2 separate regions of the Mus musculus genome follow, and region 2 is linked to region 1. The links are chromatin contacts, called in public HiChIP or PLAC-seq maps. All regions are on one chromosome and are shown on one strand. The core of a region is the stretch at or near the end of the contact, and the rest is flanking DNA. Distances in the headings are between cores, read along the strand shown.

Region 1 (5,384 bases), core at 1,106-3,605:
AATGCCCGGCACTTGGCCTGCCATTTGGGATTAAAAAAAAAAAATCATTTGCTTTCAAAGTAATACCTAAAAACTGATGGCCCCTTCTCTACTAATTTTTTTTATAAATTCATCTTCCCCAGTCCTCCCCAATTATAGCAGCCCATTTCATTTCATTTGTATATCACTACTTCTGATAGTACGGAGGTCTCTCCTGTAACTTAAAATATCTCTACCATCTCTAACATCCTTAAAGTCTAAGGTCACTAAAAAAAGATGGTAGTTTCCATTTATGCATGATTTGAAAATGACAGTGAACCCTGGTTTTAGCAATGGGCCAGACTTGTTAGAAACCAGCATCTATTACTTACTCCTGGAAGAATTCTCAAGTAATAAAAAGCAACGTGTCTAGTTGTCTACCAGTGACTATTGGTGTTTATTTCCCGGGAAGCCCTGCTAAACCAGCCAGTTATTTTGCTAAGTACTGTGGAAAATACTACTCACCTTCAATTTCAACCAAAGGCTCTTGAGTAAACTCCTGGAAGAATTTGTAGAAGAACTTACTGCAGGCAGCCAAAACAGCCTTGTGGGCCTTAAAATGGTGTCCTAAATAAGGGGGTGGGGTGGGGTGAAGAGATGGAGAGGGAAAAAAACACACTGGCATCAAAATCAAAGTTAAAATCCTTTCTTCACAAAATACATATCTTTACTTCAAAGTAAAAGCTAGTTTATACTAAGCAACAAATTTCTTCTAGCAGTTTCTGTTCCATTCAATTAAGTAGCAACCTACATTTAAACCCACTGAAACAGCTAAATATGGGCTGGAGAACTGGTTTGGTGGTTAAGAGCATCAGCTGTTCTCCCAGGGAAGCCGGGTTCAATTCCCAGCACCCACAAGGCAGCACACAACTGTCTGCAATTCCAGTTCCAAGGGACTTGACACACTCTTCTGACCTCCTCGAACACCTGTCATGGAAGTGGTGCACATATATACGTGTGCAGGCAAAACACTCGTACACAGAAAATAAAATGAAATAAAAGTTCTAAATATGACAGTGCAAAAGTTCACGTATCATTTAGAAAGGGGTGGGGGAGTACAAAGCCAGTGTGTTTGGTACAGGAAATTTTTCAATATGCCTAATATAGCTGTAGGCACAACACACCTACAAACTTTCATTATAAGGAACATCTTGTCTAGAAAGCCAATGTTCACTAAAAGGAACCCTAATCTGGATTTGCCTATACAAGCACGACTAGCAGATTCCCAATTTATTTTTTAGTCACTCACAGTGGGTATGAGTGTAGCCCCAATGAGTGTAGGTGGTTTCTCATCCACTTTCCTTTCCACACCATTTTGGAAAACTAGAATGAAAACTTCCCAAATGATTCTTGTGCTGGACTCCTCAAAGCAGCTTGCTAAGAACGGGCTTATTAACAAAAAACACTGAGACCGCCTCCTTGTTGCCTCCTTGTCTGACCAAACGTTTTGAGGTATCTTCTCTCTCTCCTCCGGGCACCTATCTAACGAGTGTGCAATTATAAAACTTGAGCATGCAGCAAGAAGTTAAAATGTGATGATGCATATCAGACTAGGAGATTAAAATCCAGACTAGCCAACCAGCTTTCTGCGGCATGGTCTACGTGAGCAGCACTGACAGGCGCCCTCCCGGGTCTGATGCAAACCCTCCACCGACTTTGGAAGAGAGCCCGGAGAGGGTGGGTACAAAAAGGCGGGCAGCGAGAGAGAACTGAAGCTCCCCATTTTTCCTCCTCTGCCCACTACCCCGACCCACCGTCGACAATCAGGGTGATGTCCGTAAACCGGTCCTGCTCCCGTTGTTCATTCAATCGGTCCAAGATCATTTTATGATGTTCAGGAAACTCCTGAAGGCATTCCATCGTCTCTTCAGCCTCCATGGCCGTCGGGGTGCTCTACAAAAGAGGAGCATGATAATGTACACCCATGAGCTCGGGCTGACACAAAACCCCTACAACAAGAAACCAAACCAAAACCCAGGTGCCGGGTGGAGGGGGAGAGAAGGGGGAGGGGGAGGCCGAGAGCAAGGCTGGGGAAGAAGAAAGGCGAGCCAGCCGAGCGGCCGCCGCGCGTCGCGGGCCGGAGCCGCGGCCGCGGAACTCCGAGCCTGACCTAATCGGAGCCTGGAGACGCGAGCTGGAGCGGGGTGGGCACAGTGCCGGGAGGCTCAGGGACGCCCGGGAGCGCAAGTCCGGCCGGGGAGGACCCCGAACAGCCTCGGCGGCCTCCCAACGGCCCGCCGAGCCTTCCGCCCGGCCCAGGCTGCGGCGGCCCCGGCCCCGGTCCGGCCCGCGGCCCACAACGACTCCCCGGGTCGCCTCTCCCTCCGGCGCCTCTCCCTCCTCTACCCCCCCCCCCCCCCCGCCCCGACCCGGCCGGCACTCACTCAGGGAAGGAGGAGCGGCCCGGGGCCTGCGCGTCACTTACGTCGACGTGCTGCGTCACCACGCCGGACGCGGACGCACCCGGAGCGCCAATCCCTGCGAAGCCTGGCCACGCCCCTGGGGCCCAGTAAGGAGGGGAGGGGGGAGGGAGCCCCCCCGGGGGGGATTCGGGGCTCCCCGCGCGGCGCTTCGAAGGCTTCCGTGGGCTCTGCTGCGGCTTCTCCCAGTAGAGCAAGGCAGTCTGAGCACCGGGAAGGCTGAGGCCCTGGCGACGCTGCGCTCCGGCAGCCAGCCCGCCCCCACCGGGCCCGTAGCTGCACTTCCGATCGCGAACTCCCGGTGGAATACCGGCTCGGCGGCCCGGGACGCTTATATCCCGCGGCCCCGCCCCGCCCCGCCCCCTTTCCGGAGCGGAGGTGGGCCCTTACCCTTACCTAGCTGGCGCCGGGGCCTCGTGCCTTTCTTTCCACGCTCTCTAGTCCCGTGGCGCAGCTGCTCGGGTACCCAGGCAGCTCCTCGCTCTCCATCTTCACCTCCGCGGCAGGGACGCTCGGACGATCAGCTAGGGGTCCCGCCGACGCACTTGCGCCCTGGGCTCGGCGGCCGCGGGGACGAGCAGGCTCCGGCGCCGGGGATCTCTATTTCTCTCTCTGTCCCCGATGTCTGCCCGGCGGTGGCAGCACGTGCCTGCAGACTCACCAACCCGGTCAGCCTGCAGAGATCCAGTTGTGATTCCTTCATCCCAGCTCTCCGCACCCGCCCCTAAAGTGGCTGGGGACTGCCACTCAGTTGCACGTGGCCGGCTCACTCATTCATCCCAAGAAAGGCTCGTCTGAGGGCAATGCTCTGATAGTTAATGGGTACTGATCGGTAATCTCAATGAGTTGGACAATAAAGACTAATGGAAAGTCCAGTCCTGTGCGAGAGTGGATGTATTCACTTCAAAAGTTTTTGAGGCAATGCCATTGTAATTGTTTTAATTGTAATTGTTTTAAGAAACGGGGGGGGGGGGGCGCGGAATTGGGCGAGAACACGCGCTTTCTACATTCAGACTTTAGTCTGAGCGGAGGTTCAGGTCTGAACAGCAGGTCGGTATTACGAACAAGGTAATCTGGAGAGTCCAACAAAGCGGTGTGAGTTGGAGCCAGACATAACACAGCACATGCAGCCTTGAAGGTCACAGTGTTCCTTTTGCTGGGACAGGCACGCGACAGCCTTAAGGGTCCAAGATATCCGATCTTTTTAACATTTTAGGAGTGGAATCCTTAAAGTCCAGCAGGAAGAGAATGGAGATAATCATTATGAGGGGGCAACTAAGTAGACACGATGATGTCAACGAAGTATTTAGCTATATGAACCTCTTTAGGGGAAAGCGCTAAAGCATTAAAGTGTGTGGATAATTTATGAAGAATCTTCGAGAGTGACGGATTAGCGCCTTGTAGATTGAACTGGTCTGCTGTATGTTTTTAGTATTAGGATTGTTGTTATTACACCCATTAAATTTTTTTTCTAAACTGGGCAGTGGTGGCACACGCCTTTAATCCCAGCATTTGGGAGGCAGAGACAGGCAGATTTTGAGTTCGAGGCCAGCCTGGTCTACCAAGTGAGTTCCAGGACAGCCAGGGCTATACAGAGAAACCCTGTCTCGGAAAAACAAAAAAAAAAAAAAAAAAAAAATTCTAGATTAATGTATATAATTGTTTTGTCTGCATGTACATATGTGCACCATGCGTGTGCCTCTTGCCAGAACTGGAGATACAGATGCTTATGAATTACCACATGGATTATGGAAATGGAAGAGCAGCAAGTTTCTCTTTAATCGCCAGCCCATCGCTCCAGCCCCTATTCACACTATTTCTTAGGACAAGAAATTACATATAAAAATAAGCTTTGGGGGAAACTCCAGGATGGAGGGCTGCTTCCCTGTATGTTTGAGTTGGTTAAGTGGAAGACATTTCTGTTTTAGAATTTGAGCTTCCCAACACAACACTTTCCATGACCCTGCTCCTAACATTTATTTATTTATTTATTTATTTATTTATTCATTCATTCATGTATTTAAAGGGTCTCACTATGTAGCCCTGACTGGCCTGGGATTTGATATGTAGACTAGGATGACCTCAAACTCACAAATCTACCTTCCTCAGCCTCCCTAGCACTGGCATCAAAGGCCTGCTCCTTTGTGTCTGGCCATAACATTCATTTTTGGATATTTGCCTAGTCGGAAGTTTGAAGCTTCTGTGCATAAAGCATCCAAGTGGAAGCAACAATGTTTATCCCTTGGAAAGTATCTGTTTATATACTTGAAAAAAAATGTTGAAAGGGCCAAGAAAGTGCAGCAAGAGGAAGGTGGGAAAACAGATAAGAAGGACATGAGAGAAGGGTGTTTCTAAAGCGGAAGGCTGGCTACTGGGGATGTCTCAATCGCCAGAAACCCACATAAATGCCAAGAGGATGTGGCGTCCCTCCTGTAATTCCAGACTTGCAAAGCAAAAATGGGATTCCCACAGTGGGCTGTTTAGCAAGACTAACCTTATCAGCAAGTTTTGGGCTTGATTAAGAGATGAATAAGGTGGAAGAGGGACGGAATGTGATTCCTCACATGAGCAGGGGTGCCCACACATGTGCAAAGAACAATACAGTGGGGCCAGGGCACACAAGAGCTGTTCATCTGTGCCAAAAGTACAGATACCAGCAAAGTCCAACTCAACACATGCACTCTCAGGTGTCTCAGTTAATTGACGCCCTTTTCAGGCAGCTCAGCTAGATTCTGCTTCTCTCCGGCATCTTTGCTTGCTTCCTCCGAGAGGGCCTCTCAGCTTTTATTATTTACGCTGTCAGGAAGGGGCCTAGTGAGGAAAGTGATCTTTTTCAGAGATGCTCTCTTGAGCTGTTTACCTTCCTGCTCGAGGTAGAGATGTTTCTTTCTTTTCTTTTTTCTTTTTCCTTCTCACTCAGACCTGGCTTGTTCCGGCCCAAAGATT
Region 2 (5,384 bases), core at 1,758-4,257, 510 kb after region 1:
ATTTACTCAAAGATGTCAGTAGCCCTCCTAATAAATGAGCCTAGAAAGAAATATATTGTTGTAACTCTTAACTAAGCAAGTAAAAGATCTGTATGACAAGAACTTCAAGTCCCTCAAGTAAGAAGTTGAAGAAGATATGAGAAAATGGAAGATTTCCCCTGCTCATAGATAGATAGGATTAACATACTGAAACTGTCCATCTTACCAAAAGCAATCTACAGATTCAATGTAATCCCAATTGAAATTCAAAGACAATTTTTTACAGACCTTGAAAGATCAATTCTCAACTTAATATAGAAAAACAAAAAAACCAGGATAGCCAAAATAGTCCTGAACAATAAAAAAAAGATTAATAATGATAAAAAAAACTGCATGGTATTGGTACAGAAACACACATTGATCAATGCAATTGAATCAAAGACCCAGAAATAAACCAGTACATCTATGAACATTTGATATTTGATAAAGAAGCCCAAACCATAAAATGGATAAATGAAAACTTCTCTGCTGAACTAACTGGATGTTTAAATGTAGAAGAATGAAAATAGATCCATACTTATCACCCTGTGCAAAACTAAGGTACAAGTGGACCAAGGACCTCAATATAAAACCTTATGCACTAAATCTCATAGGAGAGAAAGTGGGAAATATCCTTGAATGCATTGGCACACTTCCTGTATGCAGACAAGAAACCTAAGGGAGCAATAGAGACACCAAACTTTCAAACCAAAATTTATCTTGTCTATAAGTAATGCAGGCATGGACTGAGGGAATGGCCAACCAATAACCAACCCAACTAGAGACCCATCCTAGGGGCAAGCACCAATCCTTAGCACTACTATTGATCCTCTGTTATGCTTGCAGACAGGAGCATGTTGTCCTCTGAGAGGTTCCACCCAGCAGCTGACTCAGACAGCCAGAGCGAAATAGTGAATGGAGCTTGGGGATTTTTATGGAAGAATAGAAAGAATTGTAGGTCCTGAAGGAGATAGGAACTCCACAGGAAGACCAACAGAGTCACCTAACCTGGACCCTTAGGGCTTTCAGAGTCTGAACCACCAACCAAAGAACATATACTGGTTGGAGCTAGGCCTCCCTGCTCATAGGTAGCAGATGTGCAGCAGATGTGTGTTGGTCCTGGACATCTGAGTAGTGGGGGCTTAACCAAAAATTTTTGCTTATAATTAGGATATGTTCTACTAGCTTGGCTGCCTTGTCTGGTCTGAGAGGGAGAGGGAGCACCTAGCCTCTCAGAGACTTGAAGTGCCGGGGGGTAGGGGTGGGGGTTGGAATAACTAGGGTCCCTCATCTGCCTGAGGAGAAGGGGAGGGGAGAAGAATTGTGGGATGGTGTGACCATGGTGGGGGAATCAGTGAGTGGGATGTAAAGTGTATAAATAAAACAGAATAATAATAAAATCAAATTTAAATTCTGAGTTGCCATGGTCATGGTGTCTCTTCCTTCACAGCAATGAAACCCCAATGTAGTATTCTTTTGCATATTGATATAAAATGCCTTATATATGTGAAACTTAAATATATATCCAGGATAGTTTTAACCTATGCCCGTCCCCTCCAATTAACTGCCAACTTAAGAGAATTACTATGAAGGCTGAAGAGAGAAGAATGTATTTGAGATGACTGTATTTGTTTCTGTCCCAAGGTGGAGACACTGAAGACCTCCCATTCCATTTCTGATGCAGTTTGCCAACATCTCCTTCCATGACCAGAATGTGGAGTGCAGGGCAGAAGGACCACTGCCAGCCTCCTGACTAATGCCTGGCATGGTAATAGAATGCAGCGTTTCTGAAAGAATAGAGCATTTTCCCAATGATATAGGAAGTGACTTATCATCCAAAGGTCCACCGAAGTGTGTGTGTGTGTGTGTGTGTGTGTGTGTGTGTGTGTGTGTGTGTAGCTGGTGTGAGTTGCTGTGGTCTCTCCCACTGTCTCTCCAGCCATGGCCTTTGTGCAGAGTATAAACTCCTCTCCTCCCTTCCCTGACTCAGCTCTCAGGCTACAGCCAACCCTGCAATGGTGGTCCTGAGTCTATGCCTCCAGCCCTAAGGTCCTTATGTCTATTTTAGTCCTGCTTCCACTTTTCTCACTGCAGCTCTCATATCCTGTTTCTGTTCACACACACTGACTCTTGTAACAGAAAGAGCTGGGGTTTTTCTGCTCAATGTATCTTGTGTAAAGAGGTTCTGCCATGCCCTTCTGTGTGGCTTATCTCCACATGTGTTGTGACCTCGTTCATTACAGTAACAACATTTTAAAGTCATTACTTGAATATGACAGTATCTCTATCACAGAAAACTCCACTGCCTGCTTCCAGGACAAAAAGGAGGAGCCAAGCTGCCAGGATTGCTGTGGACTGTGCAAGAATCAGTTGCCCACAATGCAGCTGTCATCCAATTATAAATCTCCTAACACCTGGGTAGCAAGGCACAGGCCATGGCTGAAGGTTTTCCCAGGTGGGACACAAACAGGCTGAGCCTCTGTGGCTCTCCCTGCTCTATCAACCTCACAGACAGGTAACTGGGGTCCACAGCACAGACACAATATTCAGCAGGAGGAGGTAAATTGCTAAGATCTCCTGTATCTCCATCTTCTGCAGTTTCTGTTAAGTTTTTCTGTATTACAAAGTTCAGGACAGCTGTGCTTGCTTAGCAGCTTGGTGTGCAAGGGCAAGGCCTCCTGCAGCCAGCTGGCTCTGCATTTTAAAAGTCTACCAGCTAGCTAAACACAGCCAATTCTTGGTGGCCAACCCTCCACCCAACACAAAAAACCGCAGGCATGCTGGGGGTGGGGTGGGGAACAGTTTAAGTTGTATCATTGCTAAAAACTGAAAGCAAACCTGGGTGCAGAAGAGGAAATGGAGATCCTGTCAGCAGCCAAGAAAAAGAAACTAATGCAGACCATGGCTGAGCAGATGTAGAAGAACCCAGAAAATGCAGGGACAGCATAGTGAGCTGTGGTGGATTACTGAGGAAGGTACTGGTCTGGATGCAGAGCACCTGGGACACAGCTCCCTGAGGACGACTTTGGACTGGTCCCTGTTTGACCTGGATTTAGGGGGACTGGGTTCCTCTGCAGCCTGCCCACCACTGTCAGGGATTGACTGAAAACACACAGCCAAGTCTTGACACCACTGAGCTGCCTCCTTTCTAGCTGTGCTCACCTGAGTCACCCTGGCTCCTGAAAACCTCTTGCATCCAGCAAAGTGGAAGTGCACTCGGTAGGCTCAGAAAACTTGCAGAAACTTGGAGGCCCAGCCCAAGAGGAATTGGTGGCCATTTACTGACCGAAATCTACCCCACCTAGTACCCACTGGCTTCCATCTGAGACCCTGGGAGCTGGGAGAATTTGATCTCCATCCTGGATGAATGTTAATTCCAGATCCTTGGGGGCGGGGAGGATATGTGGTGGGTGGATGGGTGGATGGGTGGATGGGTGGATGGGTGGATGGGTGGATGGGTGGATGGGTGGATGGGTGGATGGGGGATACAGAAAGGGATGTCAGTAAGATCAACAGCAATCCACACAGTAAATACCTTGTATTTGTTTGCTTTACTCAGGATTTCTCCTGACTGGGTAATCACACTCCAGGAAGTATCCGGACCTAGAAGCATGTGGTACCCCTCTGGCGAGGGCCAGGTTATGAAGGACAATCCTTGTTCACGAAGTATGGCAACTGAACACCCAGCAGGGCTCTTGAACTAGTCAAGAAAATGGGACTGAATTTCCCAACAGGAGCTGCAAAGTGACTGGGTGTGTGCAGCCGCAGAATCAATCTCATCTCTGCCAAGACCCAGCTTCTGATTCAGGATCCTGAACCTCAGAAGGAACTAAGTAATTCTCTTGGTGTAGACATTGAACACTGGTCCTGGGTAAGTGTTGGAAGACTCACCCCATGTTTAAATTTTAAACTTTAAGAACTTCCTTGTCCTATAGTTAAACTTTCAATTGAATCCTTAAGTTTGTTCTTCTTTGTGACAGTACCATACCTTAGTACAAATTTCAACAAAAAGTGTCAGTTTTCATCTAAACATGATTTTGAAGCTCCCTTATAAAAGAAAATACATATGCTTTGTGATCATGGCTAGTGAGTCTGTCTTAAGAGGCAGACACACTCACTAGGAAGAGGACAGTGTTTAATGCAGAGGATGAACATTCATTCAAAGCATTGACTCTCCACAAACAACGCTGCCTTTGAAGACAACCAAGAATTGATTTATGAAACTGGCTTTAGTTAGAAGACTGAGTCTGAATTAAAAAGAATGTGTTTTTATTTTTATTTGAGATATGCTCTCTCTCCATAGCCCTGGCTGTGCTGGTAGCAGCTATGTATCCAGGCTGGCCTTCCACTCAATGAGTTTCGTCTGCTGCCTGTGGGGCCCTTGAATTAAAAGTGTGTACCACCAAGCCTGCCTCAAAAGTTTGATTTCCTTAAAAGTTTGGAACTTTTGAAATTAAAATTTAAATAGCTATTATCCTGTCTTACTTCCCCCTTCCTGCATCCCCTTCTATGTGTCCCTGTGGTCACAGCCTCTCTTTCTGTATTTGCAGCATGTATGTGTTATTTTCTGTGTATGTGTGTGTATATGTGTGTTTATGTGTGTATTCCTACACACATACAAATACAATCTGATTAGTCTGCACAATGTCCCTAGTGTGTACATGATTTCAAGGCTAAGTACTTCTTATTGGGTAACCAATTTGGGAGCTCTTCCCTGGGAAAGAGGGTTTCTCTTGCTCTCAGATTACTTGTGCTTTTTTTGTTTGTTGGTTAGTTGATTATCTGATAGGTTTGTTTGTGTGTTTGTGGTTGGTGTTGCTTATGTCATTCAAGACACAGTTTCTGTGTGTAGTCCTCCATGTTCTGAACTCACTGTGTAAACCAAGCTGACCTCAAACTCAAGAGATCACCCTGCACCTGGGAATGTGGTGCAAGTCTTTGGTCCCAGCACTCAGGAGGCAGAGGCAGCTGAGTTTTGAGTAGTAGGCTACCCTGCTCTACCAAGTGAGTTCTAGGATAGTCAGGGATACATAGAGAAATCCTGTGTGGAAGTCTGGGAGACAGAGACAGAAGGGGTAAGACAGGGGAAGAGGGGGAGAGAGGAAAAGAGAAAGTATACCTCTGCCTCCCTAGTGCTGGGATTGAAGTTATGTACCACCACAGCACAGTTACCCTCAGACTTCCAGTCTTGCCTATTTTGTTGTTGTTGTTGTTGTTGGTTGGTTGATTGGGGTTTTTTGTTTTGTTTTGTTTTGTCTAAGGCTCAGGCCTCATTGGCTCCCTCACTTCCAGTCTTTGTGTCTATTGGTGTTCTCCTCTCCAGTCTCCATGTTGGCAGTCACATCGCTGAGACTTCAGTGGTATAG

Evidence for each region. HiChIP or PLAC-seq counts read pairs in DNA pulled down with a chosen protein or histone mark.
Region 2: an H3K4me3 HiChIP or PLAC-seq map of bone marrow-derived macrophages shows a contact between it and region 1, with 4 times the contacts expected there. The contact joins the promoter of BC147527 here to the promoter of Zfp131 in region 1. A contact is called at or near these places in 2 of 115 datasets of contacts at active chromatin or transcription factors (bone marrow-derived macrophages and pro-B cells) and 1 of 9 other capture datasets (pancreatic islet).

What each region holds. Positions count from the first base shown.
Region 1 is chr13:119,788,377-119,793,760 of GRCm38.p6, forward strand. Zfp131 (zinc finger protein 131) reads right to left here and starts at 2,356. Exons shown (of 8, transcript NM_001302548.1): 1 at 2,129-2,356; 2 at 1,773-1,911; 3 at 484-585. The coding sequence starts at 1,896. Gm46390 reads left to right here and starts at 1,895. Exons shown (of 2, transcript XM_017315657.1): 1 at 1,895-1,906; 2 at 1,997-3,313. The coding sequence starts at 1,895. The coding sequence ends at 3,166.
Region 2 is chr13:120,297,385-120,302,768 of GRCm38.p6, forward strand. BC147527 (cDNA sequence BC147527) reads left to right here and starts at 3,008. Exons shown (of 5, transcript NM_001037925.2): 1 at 3,008-3,237; 2 at 3,578-3,889.